Linked DNA regions of Mus musculus: regions 1, 3 and 4 are each linked to region 2. The links are chromatin contacts, called in public HiChIP or PLAC-seq, Micro-C and promoter capture Hi-C maps. All regions are on one chromosome and are shown on one strand. Each heading gives the region's core, a stretch centred on a gene start, on an enhancer-like site or on the middle of the called end of the contact. The rest is flanking DNA. Distances are from core to core; before and after follow the strand shown.

Evidence for each region. Promoter capture Hi-C pulls out the DNA fragments that hold promoters and counts their contacts. A called contact is a pair of places that touch in the nucleus more often than the background predicts. HiChIP or PLAC-seq counts read pairs in DNA pulled down with a chosen protein or histone mark.
Region 1: a promoter capture Hi-C map of pre-B cells shows a contact between it and region 2. The contact joins the enhancer-like site here to the promoter of Pax5 in region 2. A contact is called at or near these places in 5 of 39 promoter capture datasets (the C10 cell line, cranial neural crest, liver and 1 more), 1 of 15 datasets of contacts at CTCF or cohesin (large pre-B cells), 4 of 484 Hi-C or Micro-C datasets (adipose-derived mesenchymal stem cells, centroblasts, large pre-B cells and 1 more), 6 of 115 datasets of contacts at active chromatin or transcription factors (the 230-238 cell line, embryonic hindbrain, embryonic midbrain and 3 more) and 3 of 9 other capture datasets (adipose tissue, embryonic stem cells and liver).
Region 3: a contact with region 2 is called in a Micro-C map of embryonic stem cells, with 2.2 times the contacts expected there. The contact joins the enhancer-like site here to the promoter of Pax5 in region 2. A contact is called at or near these places in 2 of 39 promoter capture datasets (the C10 cell line and pre-B cells), 1 of 15 datasets of contacts at CTCF or cohesin (large pre-B cells), 11 of 484 Hi-C or Micro-C datasets (the 63-12 cell line, B cells, CD4 T cells and 3 more), 10 of 115 datasets of contacts at active chromatin or transcription factors (the 230-238 cell line, embryonic stem cells, large pre-B cells and 1 more) and 3 of 9 other capture datasets (adipose tissue, embryonic stem cells and liver).
Region 4: an H3K4me3 HiChIP or PLAC-seq map of embryonic stem cells shows a contact between it and region 2, with 2.5 times the contacts expected there. The contact joins the enhancer-like site here to the promoter of Pax5 in region 2. A contact is called at or near these places in 5 of 39 promoter capture datasets (the C10 cell line, cranial neural crest, pre-B cells and 1 more), 2 of 15 datasets of contacts at CTCF or cohesin (large pre-B cells and pro-B cells), 1 of 484 Hi-C or Micro-C datasets (nephron progenitors), 6 of 115 datasets of contacts at active chromatin or transcription factors (the 230-238 cell line, embryonic midbrain, embryonic stem cells and 1 more) and 1 of 9 other capture datasets (liver).

What each region holds. Positions count from the first base shown.
Region 1 is chr4:44,878,885-44,882,387 of GRCm38.p6, reverse strand. The region is part of intron 2 of Zcchc7 (zinc finger, CCHC domain containing 7); the gene reads right to left. Among named protein-coding and RNA genes, the nearest start is that of Gm12678, 63 kb to the left of the region's middle. Within about 2 kb of position 1,932, at least 18 of the 459 cell types and tissues checked have an H3K27ac peak or open chromatin away from gene starts, as enhancers often do. A contact at or near this core is called in the 230-238 cell line, pre-B cells and pro-B cells, where this site is marked.
Region 2 is chr4:44,709,392-44,712,689 of GRCm38.p6, reverse strand. Pax5 (paired box 5) reads left to right here and starts at 1,996. Exons shown (of 10, transcript NM_008782.3): 1 at 1,996-2,327. The coding sequence starts at 2,282. RefSeq lists a promoter at 1-1,764.
Region 3 is chr4:44,951,916-44,955,251 of GRCm38.p6, reverse strand. No RefSeq gene overlaps it. Among named protein-coding and RNA genes, the nearest start is that of Gm30763, 6.2 kb to the left of the region's middle. Within about 2 kb of position 1,996, at least 10 of the 459 cell types and tissues checked have an H3K27ac peak or open chromatin away from gene starts, as enhancers often do. A contact at or near this core is called in embryonic stem cells, where this site is marked.
Region 4 is chr4:44,850,246-44,853,561 of GRCm38.p6, reverse strand. All of the region lies in intron 2 of Zcchc7 (zinc finger, CCHC domain containing 7), which reads right to left. Among named protein-coding and RNA genes, the nearest start is that of Gm12678, 92 kb to the left of the region's middle. Within about 2 kb of position 1,436, at least 36 of the 459 cell types and tissues checked have an H3K27ac peak or open chromatin away from gene starts, as enhancers often do. A contact at or near this core is called in embryonic stem cells, pro-B cells and stem cell-derived epiblast-like cells, where this site is marked.

The sequences.
Region 1 (3,503 bases), core at 683-3,182, 170 kb before region 2:
TCAAGTACTAATGTGAACTCCACTCTACTTTTAATACAGAATTGTATTTGACATAGCTATGAATGGTATGTGAGGAGCAATGCCAGTCTTCCACTGAGGTACTGTAAGAATAATGCCTCACATCTACAGTTGTGGTTCCTCAGGGTGAGGCACCACGTAAGACTGCATGAGGCAGAGACAAGTTCCACTTGCTCTCTTATATCTTAGCACTTGTCTAGTGTCCACTATATAGCATTTGAAAAGTTTTGAAGAACTAAGTGATTCTTAAAAAGTCATTTTATTAAAATGTTTGCTTTTACATATTTTATTAATTTTGTATATGTATGGGCACACACATGTGGGTACAGGTCAAAGGACAACGTGCACAAGTTAACTCTTCCCATCTATGTGGTCCTGGGACATGTCAGCAGGTGCCTTTACCGGTTAAGCCATGCAGCGGGCCCTATACTGATCATTAGTATCTTTCAGGGTATTGGCCACTCTTGTACTTACATGAGCAGCAACTGACAACTATCAGTTTGTAACTTGCTAAAATATCTAGGTAAATATAATTTTGATTCTGAATAGCATTGAAAAAGAGCAATGGAGCTCTTTATGCATCACATGGGCTAGTTAGATAAATCTATTACCTACCAGTCTGTTCCTTACAGTGCTATAACAGCAGGAAGACCAAGATATCAAAAGAAAGACAAAGCACAAAAAGAGAAAAGAAAATGTCAGAAAACAGATTAAGAAACTATCTCTAAATATCTCCAAATAAAAGAGTGGCGAAACAGATGGTGCGGACTAAGAGCTAGCTTCTTCACAACACATTTCGTGACTACATGCGAAACATTTTCATTCTTGAGATTTCAATTTCCTATTTGTGAGCATGAAATCCAGCCATCACATAATCTCTAAAATAAATCCCCATCAGTGTTAAAAGTATCTGCTTCTTCAAAGTCCCCAGACAAAAGCCAGTCACTCCAGATGCAGAAACTTTTCTCTATTAATTTTAGTATCCTTCAAAATCTCTTTAAGTTCCAATTCATACTACAGAGGGTACATGTAAGAAAAATTTGATAACAGAACCTTCAAATTACAAAGGAAAAAATTAATTATATTTTAATTTTATACATAGAAATACATGTGAAATATTTGTCACATATTCAGTTCATTCCTCCTGAGAATACATACTAACTTCTACTTCAGAGAAGACAATGTCTATTTATAATCCATGTGCAGTATGCACTATTGAGGCCTACTAGGCAGGGTTTTAAGGCTGTTTTTTTTCAACAAGGCGCACAAGTCCTGAGGTTAAATACACATGAATTAAGGATGTTTAATCCAACTTAAGATACCATCTTTTCATATTTAAAGCAGTTTCCTTTAAACAGGAAAAATACAAAATACATGAGCTATCTCTGAAAATAAAGCTTCTACAGGCTAATTAATATAAACTTTAAAGAAAATAATTTAGACTCATATGGTATTTACTTTCATTTCTTATATGTACACTTATAGATTAAAAACAAACTATTTAATGGAGCAGAAAGCTGTATAAACAAAAAACCCTCTTACTTGTCATATGTCAAGAGATATTTAACAAAAGCCCATGCTGAGCTGTAATGAGGGCTATCTGCATAACATATGAAAGTGTAGTTTTTGGTGTGTACACACAAAGCACTAGTATGCACATACACAGAGCAATAAACAGTTAAACAGCTTCTACCTGTTTTGTGTATTCCCTTTCAGATTTTGTCCCCTAGAGCTTTGGGCTCTGTTGCTGTCTAACTTGAATTCACAAAACTCAATGGCTCATGGTTTTCAAAGCTCAGAACAAAGTCGCTTTCTCTCTCTCTCTCTCCTCTTTTTGGTGGGTACAAGTATGGGGACCACAGGAACAGTTAAATTCATGGCATGGCTGGTCTACCACACAGTCGGGGGAATTCTTTAAATAGAGCCTGTCACTCTCTTGGCCCATCAATGGGATTTCCTCCTCGAACTGCTGATTCGTTCAGGTACACAACAGAGGAAATTTCAGTTAACCTTTGTTTCACCCCAGGGAAAAATCTGTCTGAAAGTATAAAATGAATAGATTAAAAAAAATAAGCTGCTCAGCCCCACGGCTGTTCTCTTAGTGAGCACTGCAGCTTAAGTTAAACAGCAGAAAGGGACAGGGGAGTGCTGCATTCCCAATGGAAATGCAAAATACACGGTATCCAGTAGGCCGGACTTTATTTTGATGACTAAACCAAACCAACTGTCCTTTCTGTTAAATAAACCTGAAATTCTCTTTCTGATAATCTTATGAGTCAGATTTTTCTTATGTCACCAAATCACTAAACTATTGTAATCCGAATGTCTTTAACCAAACTCTATCTCCAATCATCTTACTATAAAAAAAAAAAAAAAAAAAAAAAAAAAAGGAACTCAGGAAAAATTTCAAACAAAACTTGTGAAATTTGAGCAGAAACAGGGTGCCAGATGAGAAAAGAATCAGCTAAATGAGGATCATGTTGAATGCTCTTCTATTTTTCCTTTCAAAATAATAATAATAAAAAAATTCAGGAGAGGAGGGACACACAGAGAATCCATTTGAAAGCAACAGAGTTCTTGGAGAGCCTGGAGCTGGCACGATAGATGTAGGAAGTCACAGGGTGAAGGGTGAGCACAGAAAAGCAAGCTAAACTTTACCATGTTATGAGTAAGATAATTTAGCTTATAGACCTCTGAAAACATGAATATAAATTTTCATTTTATATGGTGGGTGATATTGGATACCCACTTCTACCAAGTAACTCCTGAACCTAGTGAGACAGAAAAGCTACTGGGCTGCCAATCCCCTTTATACATTTAATATATTATAATTACAATATGTTGACTATAAACTATTGGAGCACCAATCTAAATGAAAAATAAAACCAATTTTACCTCAATGACCAACACCATTTTTTATAAAAATATCAAAAAAAGGATTCGTTGCATTTTGACATATTTTTCTTACCAGTATATGAACATGTTCTATTTTTAAAGGTGTGATAATTTAATGTCCATCTACACTGTCAATGGTCAAATCAGGTTTCTTTATGTTAGGAACTTCTCCCCCCTGCCCAGTTACTTGAGATTGTAAGTGTATCTATGAGAGAAAACCACCAAAATTTCCCATTTTGTGCTAGGCTTATTTCACTTAACACAATGCCCTGCAATTCTACCCTGTTGCTGTAAATGACCAGATTTCAATCTTTGTGGCCAAATAATATTCTATAGTATATACAGGACATGTTTTCTTTATACATTCATCTGTCAATGTACATCCTGGTTGGTTACCTTTGTCATTGTAAATACTGCTTCAATAAACAGTATATAGATAACAGTCTGACATAGATTTTCTTGGACACACATACATACAAATCTGACAATTTTACTACTATCCATTTTTTATCAAAAAACCCTATATATATCCAAGTAGTATAAAAGTGTCAGATTTTACTGTTAGCTTTTAAAATATGGAATAAAGGATT
Region 2 (3,298 bases), core at 747-3,246:
AAATCGAAGAAAACAAAATAAATACATTTGTCGATGCAGGACACACAAGGCACTAACTGAAACAGAATCAGATCATATCAAAACACAGCTCAGAAGGAGAAGCCTGGCATAGGACTCAAAAGGAGACAGTCTACAAGGGCAGAGTATAAAACCCACACAAAATCAAACCACGCAGTACAGACAACAAAACCCACCCCAGAGCTAGACCTGAAAAAGCAGTTCCACAAAGAGGGGAGGAAAAAGCAAAACGCAAGAAACAAAAGATTCACGGATAATGGAAACTCTTAGGAAACAAACAACAAAACAAAACCCTAAATAGGAAGAAAAGAAAAGCCAACAACTCCAGCCCCAGCCCAGGGTGAACTGTCAATTCCGAAAGAGCTTTTGATCTCCAGGCGCAGGCAGGCCTCCCCTCCGCAGCGCTGCTTCCCGGCACCCGCGAGGCGGAAGGGCGGGAAGCGGGAGCAGAGGCCCGGACGCAGACGACAGTCTAAAGCTCCAGGACCGCCAAAAATCAAACCGCAGATGAGACCCGGACCCACAGGCTGCAGGGAGGGGTGGCACAGGGGACTACGCAGACTACTTGGTGGGGGTGGGGGACTCCCGGGAATCCACAGCCACGTTTCCAATTGTGGCGAAATCTGCTCAGTGAATTTGCGATGTCCGGTGCCCACTGACCCCTCCCCCTATCCTCGAACTCTAGGCTCTCTCCCCTAGGTTGCAGCCCAGCCTCGTGACCACCCCCCTCCAAAAAAAAAAAAATCAAACAAACACTCTCGGAGAGCGATTCACTTTCCGAAACTGCCATTGTCCAGTGGCCCTAGAGCGCTCACCCGCCCTGGAGAACCTTCCCCTGCGACCACCCCCGCAACGGGGCTCTATAGGCTTCTCGCGGCCAAACCCAGCCGCTTGGAATTCAGACTGGGGAGGGAGCAGAGTAGAGGAGGCTTGAGCTCGGACGGCAGGGAGCGAGGTTGGACACCACACCTTTACCTAGTTCCTCTGCAACCGATTTTCTCTCTGGAAAATCAAGTCTGGGAACTCGGGGATGCTACAAGGTCTCTTGGCCCGAGGGCAGTGGGATTCCATTTAGGGGCCTGGGTAAGGTGTCCAGAATTTTTGCCTGTTCTCCGAGCCTGCTAGGATGGTTCTGCTTGGCCCGGGTGCTCCAAAAGCAGAGGACCGGGTTTTATCAGCAGCTTTCCGCTGAACCTCTGGGCTCTGGGGTAAAAAGGGTCGAGTTCTAAAGGGGAGATCTGGGACCTGGTGGCTGAATGGGACCTAGATACTGTAGTGATCTGAAGCTGCCCTGGAAGATGAGCCCAGCAGACCTATGGAGGTTGCAATTGAGTTGGGGGTGGGGTAGTTGGGAACCCCGAGGGCGGGCGCCGCCCTAGGGGTGAATCTGAGGATGCTGGAGCATCCCCTGTGGTTGACAATTGTGCTAGTACAGGGTTCAAAACCACTTGCTTGGCAGAATTGTTCTTTCTTTAAAATAAAAAAATGGGCCTACTGGCCCTCACAAAGCAGAGTTTACATGTAGAGCAAAAGCGCACAGGGCCGCGACCCCCAGACACAGGTTTGGAAGCGGGTACGACCCTGTGACTCAGGTTCTCCTTCCCCTAGGCGCGCGACTAACGCCGGGCCGGGCGCAGTCTGAATCTTTCCTTCCCTGCCCCCAACCCCCTATAAAAGTCCAAGGCGGCACCGAGGCGGCATTGCTGCTCTCTGGGCCTCTTGCACACCTTCGGCCAGGCCTGGTCCGCCCCGTCTGGCACGCTGGGCAGGCCGCAGAGCTGACACCCTTTCCCTGGTTCTTGGCCCGCAGTGCGGGGCGGTGCGCCGGGGGCGCGACGTGTCTGGGGACATCTTGTGATGTTGGCGAGAACAGGACATGATCTCACATGGCGAGAAGCTCTTTAGTTCCTTAATCATTTCACGGTGCCTTCGGACGCTTTTTTTCCACCTAAAACGTTTAGTTTCAGCTCAGTGATCAGCTACCCCAGCTCGGCGGGGGAGCGGAAGGCTTCAATTATTCCGACTTGTGAGCGGGCCCCAGCACCAAAAAAAAGAAAGAAAGAAAGAAAGAAAGAAAGAAAGAAAGAAAGAAAGAAAGAAAGAAAGAAAGAAAGAGGAAAGGAAGAAAGAAAAAGAGGGAGAAAAGAAAATAAAACAAAGAAAGAAAAAAGAAAAGAAAAAAGAAAGAAAAGGAAAAAAGACACCCCAAAAAAAGTGGAAACTTTTCCTCGCTGTCCATTTCATCAAGTCCTGAAATATCGAAATGGATTTAGAGAAAAATTACCCGACTCCTCGGACCATCAGGACAGGTAGGAACACCGCGAAACGGGATTCATCCATGCTTACTCTGGGACACTACCCAGTGCTAGTATCCATGCTAATATCCATGCAAGAAGAAAGGTGTGTGTGTTTGTGTGTGTGTGTGTGTGTGTGTGTGTGTGTGTGTGTAGTTTTCTCAGGAAAAGGCCTGTCCTTCTACAGTGCGTTCACATGGTTTTCACTAGTCCGTCAAGGTGTCTTCAAGGAGGCCTGTTTTCTTTGGTTTTGTTTGATTCTGTTTCTGATACTTGTGTTGGTGTTAATCTGGAGATGTTCAAGTTTGGATCTGTGTGCTCACTTGAGGAGATCAATGTGTGCAGGAGTTTGTGTTACCCCAAATAGGTGTTCAGTTTGAGTTTGTACGCCTGTTGGCATCTTTACTAGCTTGTATCTTGCCTTGAGCATATTAGCATGTGTTTATGAGTTAGTGTTTGTGTGCGTTCTTTTTAAGACTCCAAGATGTGTGTTTGTGTAAATTCTGTGTATATAGTTTGATAAGCATCTCACTCACTGGACATCTACTGCTTAAGAGGTCTGGTCATCTCTATATCCCAAGTGATTTTGGAAGTAAGAAAGAGGTGGTTCTCTGACCCCTCCATTTTTGGATGTCAACAGCTGCCCAATGTGTACATACCAATACATACAAAAGTGCTTGTCTCTAGCACTGGTATAGCTCTGGGGCCTACTAGGGGTATAGTATACAACACATGTGCTGCCAGGCCTAAGTCTTATAATATTGAGAGATAGAATCAAAAGTGATGTGAATTCAGGGCAATTAAGCTCTCACTGTGCAGTGTGCACTGTCTCATTAGTGTAGTGTTGCATTTAGCATTTGTGTACAAGGGTCTCCTACAGCAAGCACAACTTTGGTAGGTAAGAACAGTCTGTGGACTACTGATGACATTTTGACAGTGTACACACACACACACACACACACACACACACACACTCCAATCCCTTG
Region 3 (3,336 bases), core at 747-3,246, 240 kb before region 2:
TTGTTTGTTTATTTTTGTTTTCTACATTTTTAAATGGTTACAAAAATCAAAAGGAGAAAAGCATTCTGTGGCCCGTAAGGATGATAAGAACTCAAGTTTTTCTGGGCAGTGGTGGCACACGCCTTTAATCCCAGCATTCAGGAGGCAGAGGCAGGCAGATTTCTGAGTTCGAGGCCAGCCTGGTCTACTGTGAGTTTCAGGACATAGGGGGTTACACAGAGAAACCCTGCCTCAAGAAAACCAAAACCAAACAAAAATTAGAAATCAAGTTTTGTTGGAACATGGCTTATTTGCTTAATGTGTACAACTCTGCCTGTGACTACGGGGGCTCCAGAGCAATGGCGCCCTGCGGCTATGAAGAGAACTGGAGAAGGCTAAACATGGATGACCCAGCCAGTTAGACCAGCTCCGCAGATGTCTGGGCATAATAAGAACTTCTCTGTGGCAGTCACAGGGGGATTTTAGTTTTAAAGATTTAATTTTAGATCGTGTGTGTGTGTGTGTGTGTGTGTGTGTGTGTGGGTGTGTGTGTGTGATGCAGGTGCTCACGGGCAGCAGAGGCATCCGATCCCCTGGAACTGGAGGTACAGGCAGTTTCGAGCCTCCCAGACTAGGGCACTGGAGAGCAGGATGCACTCTTAGACACTGAGCCACTTCTCCAGCCCACAAGGGAGCTTTCTCAATGGCCATCTGAATGGGACATCCCAAATTATTCTGAGAGCTTTGGATAGACTCACTTAGTAAACATGGAAGCACTTTCTGGTGTGGTGTTGGGGAAACAGAGGGAATTCAGAACTCTGTCTCCCTCAAAGGGTCTTCTCGTTGATGGGAGAAAGGCCTTGCGGAGGGACACATAAACTGCAGCACGGTGGGAGTGGGAATAGGCTTGGTCCATTGTAAGAAACACCGGAGGTACGGAAAAGGGCTGTGGTGGCTCAGAGGTCATAGACCTGTCTTATTGCTTTAGGGCCTATGAAGAGACATCATGTCCTGGCAGGGGGTAACTGGCCACAAGAGAAAACAAGAGAAGTGGTGGCACACACCTTTAATCCCATCACTTGGGAGGCAGAGGCAGGCGGATTTCTGAGTTCGAGGTCAGCCTGGTTTACAGAGTGAGTCCCCCCCCCTCCCCAATAAAAGAGAAAAAACAAGAGAAAGGAAAGACAAAAGGTTTGTATGTGGTTTGATCCTACAATTTTTTCCAAGGTCAAGCCCCTAATTAGGTAAAGACTTCCCACTAAGTCCGACCTCCTAAAGGGTCCCTGTCATAAGTTCTTTGGGTGTTCTTTAAGAGCCATACTTTTAGGGCTCAGGGAAGTGCTTGTCTGGCAAGGACCCGGGTTCAATACCCAGTACTATAGAAACAAACGATTTAACGATTCTAACTATAGCTGAGGGTCTAGGCCTATGGTCAATTTTAACAAAACACTAGGAGGCATTGAAAGCATCTGGCTGGGGAGGCAGGCTCTGCCTTAAGAGATCTGAAAAGGCTTCTGAAAGGAGGTGCTGCACGCGCATGGCAATCATCTGGAGAGACTGAGTTACATGGTGCAGATCTGCAAAAGTTCACGGAGCCCTGTTAAGTGGGCCTTGTTTGCCAGGGAGAGGCCATAACTCTGTGGAGTGTAGGCAATCAAGGAATCCATTGGCTTCAGGAAGGCTGAAGTCTGTCAACCAGGCTTGGCAGGGGACAGGAGTACAGGCACATCTGTCCGTCTGTCTGTGAGCCACAGAGCCACCTAAAGGGTGGGGGTCAGGGGATGGAGGCAGGGGCATTCTCCGGGAAAACTTACAAACAGCATTCATATCTACTCCAAAGAGTGAAAAGGTCCCTTCTAGGCAGAGTGGGCAGAGCTCCGTGACCTGGACATCACCCAGAACTCTAGCCTCAGGCCCTTGGGGGTGCAGATTGGGGCTCTGAGCTGGGCTGCCAGCCGCCTGTTCCCAGGCTGCAGGAACTGCTGACCTCTGAACTCGGAAGTGGAAGCGAAAGGCAGCAGCCCCTCCCACCTCTCCTTCCAGTGTCCCAGGCTTTGCAAGCGAGCGATTGAGGACTTACAAGCGCCTTGCAACTCTGGTTCCCACTGCCCAGCCTCCAACCACAGGAATTAAATTTGTGCAGTGCATTTAACAGACAACGAACATTGTCCAAGGTCACAGATACATGTTGGGATTACAAGACAAGACACCGAGCAGAGACCAGCAGTCATCCACAGCCCTGTGATGGCAGCCTGCACACACTGCCTGTGCCATCAGGCAGCCCTTCACACTGCACCCTGCTTGTTCTGCATGCGACACCACATCTTTGTGTTTTAATATTTTCATTAATTCTTTAAGAATTTCATACAATGGGTTTTGATCATATTTATCATACACATCATATCATCCTGTTCCTCCCCTCTAACTCCTCCCAGATCCATCTGTGGGCCTCTGTACCCCTCCCAAGTTCACCATTTCTTTCTTCTTCTTCCTCCTCCTCTTCCTCCTCCTCCTCCTTCCTCCTCCTCTTCCTCCTCCTCCTCTTCTTCCTCCTCCTCCTCCTCCTCTTCCTCCTCCTCTTCCTTCTCCTGTTCCTCCTCCTCCTTCTCTTCCTGCCCCTCCTCCCCTTCTTCCCCTCCTCTTCCTTCTTGCCCCCTCCTGCTTCCCCTTTCCTCTTCTTCCCCCTCCTCCTCTTCCTCATCTTCCTCCTCCCCTAACTCCCTCTCTTCCTTAACCTTATAGATTCCATTTGTGCAGTCCATATAGTCGTTGGTGTGCCGTCATCCACTTGTTCGATCTACCAGGGGCCACACTATTGAAGAAAACTGAATCTCCCTTCCACAGCATCCAACAACAGTCAATAGTTAGAGGTGAGAGCTCATATCTGTTACTATTCTATTGCTGATAAAACACCGTGACCAAGGTATCTTGCAAAGCAAAGAGTATAATCTGACTTATAGTTCCAGAGGTTTAGAGTCCACCCACCCATGGTGATGGAGTAAGAGTGCAGTGGCAGGAACAGCCAGAAGCTCACATCTCGGACCACGAGCTGGAGGCAGAGAGCACGCTGAGGATAGCAGCCCATTGAAGCCTTAAGTCCTGCACAGTGACACACCTCCTCCAACAAGGGCATACCTCTTGGTTTTCCCAAACGGTTCCACCTACAGGGGCCCAAGTATTTACACATTTGAACCTGTGGGGCCATTCCCATTCAAACCACACCAGGGCTGGTGAATCTTCCCTCCATGCTGGAGTTCTGCCTGGCTTGCTCTTGCGCAGGTCTTGTGAGTGGCTGCTGTGAGTTCCTGAGTGCAGTGGTCCAGACATGTCCAGAGGTTCAGCTCTGGTGTTCCCCAA
Region 4 (3,316 bases), core at 187-2,686, 140 kb before region 2:
GAAGCCATACTTTAATTCTCTTTGAGAAAGAACCTATGATAAAGACTAGCACAAGCTAGCTATTTTTAACTTGTTTTCTAGGAAATAAGAAATCACCATCTCTGTCATTCGTACTAGTGTAAAGGGTAATTTTTCCAATGAAGATCTTTGTCATTATGTCAGCAGACCTCTTTGTAATTGTGGACATTTAGAAGCTTATGCTAAACATCAACAAATTCTACCCACCCCCAATCTGTACGTGTGTGTGCGTGCATGCATGCGCAGGCACATACATGTAGTGCTTTTATCTTTATATCAGTGGTTATGAACTGCCTAAAATATAAAAATTCATTTATATTTTAACATGGAGAAAAAGCTAAGTTGCTCATTTTAATATGAGTTTGTCCCCCACGCCTCGTGAGACTATGAAATTATTGGTGGTATGGTACAGTATCCTGTTGTCTTCACCCAATGTCTTACTTATCAGTGGGTAACAGGTATAAGCTAAAGACAATTCTAGCTAGCATAAAGTTAATTATGTTGAGTTGACTGCTAATCTAATTTAAAGCTAATCTTTGCGAGTCTATTGCTACTTTACCTTAAATCTCAGTTATACTTCAAATTTCACATTTATACTATCTTGAAATCTCTGCATTTTCTTCTACTCACTGTAGGAGATTGCTGAATTTACATTTTATATGTGACTACAAATAATTTCTTGAAGTACAAAAATAGGAGAAAGGCTAAAATTAAAGAATTCTAAAATTGGTTATTAAAATCATATTTAGTATATTAAGAGTAATAACTGTTATGCTACTAACTTGGACTTGCTTGGCATGTATATTTTTACTTTTGCTTTGGGTAAAAACTAAAGTCAGATTTCTTAAAAGTATGAAATTTCTTGACCCAATCTTTCACTGTTACATACTATTTTCAGATAATTAGCACTGTAATCTTTTATAATTGATAATTACAGGGAAGCATCAAACTATTCAATATGATATACACTGGTGAAGCTTCAGAACAATTTCAAAAAATCGTCTTCTAATATATATTTTATTTTCATAAACCTAAACTCCATCATAATTTGGTGTAGCTTATAAAATCTACAATAAATATATTAGTTATTTTCTCTCACCAGCAAGTTTTAAATCATTAATTAAATATACCCAGTTTTTAATGTGTTAAAAAAAAGGTAGAGCAAAAACAAAAGGAAGAAAACTGTACAAAAATTAAATTAAAAACACTAATATAAGCTAATACTGCTTACATATGAACATCAAGATGCCAAGGGACCCAATACAATTCTCAGTCTAACATTTTCAATGGCACAGCCTAGTGATCACACGATACTGGTGATACTCTCTAGTTACCCCTGGCAACCTTTCTCAACTGTAACGATGCTACCCTACAATAGGTTTCACTGGGCAGCTTTCTCTTCACTTAGCTGAATGCTCTGGGACCATCTGCGTCGGCAAGCATAAAAGGCCAGCCTGCCTGTGGGCCCGTCACTCTGAACACCACCTCTCTGACCCTGATTAAATACAACTTTCAATCCTTTTTGTCCTCCCTGTTGACTTCTCCTATTAAGGGAGCCCTTTGACAAAGAAAGCGGAAGAGTGGACTAACTGCCCCCAAGAAAGGTGATGTCTGATACTGCTCAACACAAGGATTAGCAAGCCAATACATAACAAAAGCAAGCTTGGGGGGGAGGGGAGAAGTAAAGAAAAAAATGGTTTTAGCTAGAGCTTTGACTAATTCAGTAGGTACACAATTCAACAAATAGCCATACAAGAGGCCTTCTTTGAGAGAAATAACTATAGCAGAACAACAATTTGGAGAGATACTTTTCAGTATCTTGACATAAAGCCACGACATTAACAAAAACACACCAGATAGTTATTTTTTAGTTAAATTTTAAATTAATAAATGAACAAAAGATGGGTGTAAAAGTCAAAAACAAAGATAACTAGATAACTAGAAAGCAGTCATAATTGTAAAATACTTTCTCATTAGAACACAAGACAGGTAACATATAAATAAACTAAACTAATATTTGGGTTCTGAAGTATTAAAATAAAGCTGTGAAGAATACTAACACTATAATCATTTTTATAACTCACTATAACATAATAGCTTATAAAAACTTGAATTTTACAAGACAGGTTTACAGACTTAACTGTTTCTGACATAAAGAACTTATTCAACTATGTCTACTCAGGCAGCTTGTTCAACATGGCCAGAGCCTTCCCATCAGGGCAAGAGTCAGAATATCCACCACTTTACAAGTAACTCTGTATCATACACCCATTTCAGGCCAATTAATATATGAAAGGTTTGGTTGGTTACAAAACAAGTCAATAACACAACTATATAACATAACCTGAAACATTAAATAAGAGTACCCTAAAAAGCAAACAATAATTAGCATCATCTACATAAGACCAGGGTCTACTTAAAATCTACCTCGTAGGACACAAGGGGTAGCTCTGTGGTAGAGCATATGCAAAGCCCCAGAACTGAGCCAGCTGCTGGAAACAGGATCTAGGCTGAAGTGGTTCCTAGTTAAGAGCATGGGTTGCTATTGCAGAGGACTCTGGTTTGATTCACAGCACCCACCTGGCAGCTCACAACCATATGTAATTCCAGGCCCAAGGAATCTGGTGCCCTCTTCTGACCTCTATATACCAGGTATGCATATAGTGCACGCACATACATACATACATATACATACATATATATATATATATATATATATATATATATATATATATATACACAAGCTATAAATATTCACACATAAAATAAATGTAAAAAACATCAAACTTTTACAGTATAATTTGACTATTCTTGCTTCAAAGAATGAATGGCTAACAAGTTTAGAAAATCAGGTGAACAAGGGAAGAAGAGGAGGAGCCTTGGATGCAGAAGTGTTAAACCTGGGAAAATATTAGATAAGCCAGACAGGGAGGCCACATGTATGAAGAAATTATTATAAGCTATATTATAATAGATTATATTAGTTAATTACATTATAAATAATATGTTATATATAATGTAGAAACTATAATGAGAACCATATTAGAGACTTTCACAGAATTGAACATCTGAAACAATATACAAGAATTTTAAAGTGAGGAAATCTGGCTAGTAAGATGCTTTACTGGAATAGGAATCAGAATCCACCTGTTTGCATCCAACCCCTGTGTTTACTGTAACACCAGGGTATTGAGAAGCTACTCTCAGGGGAGCAAGTTTACTGGCCCCGAGAACCAAGGCCAGCGAAGTCACCATGGGGAAAGGGGGGGAGGGGCGGTATAAGGGAGAAAGAGAAGGG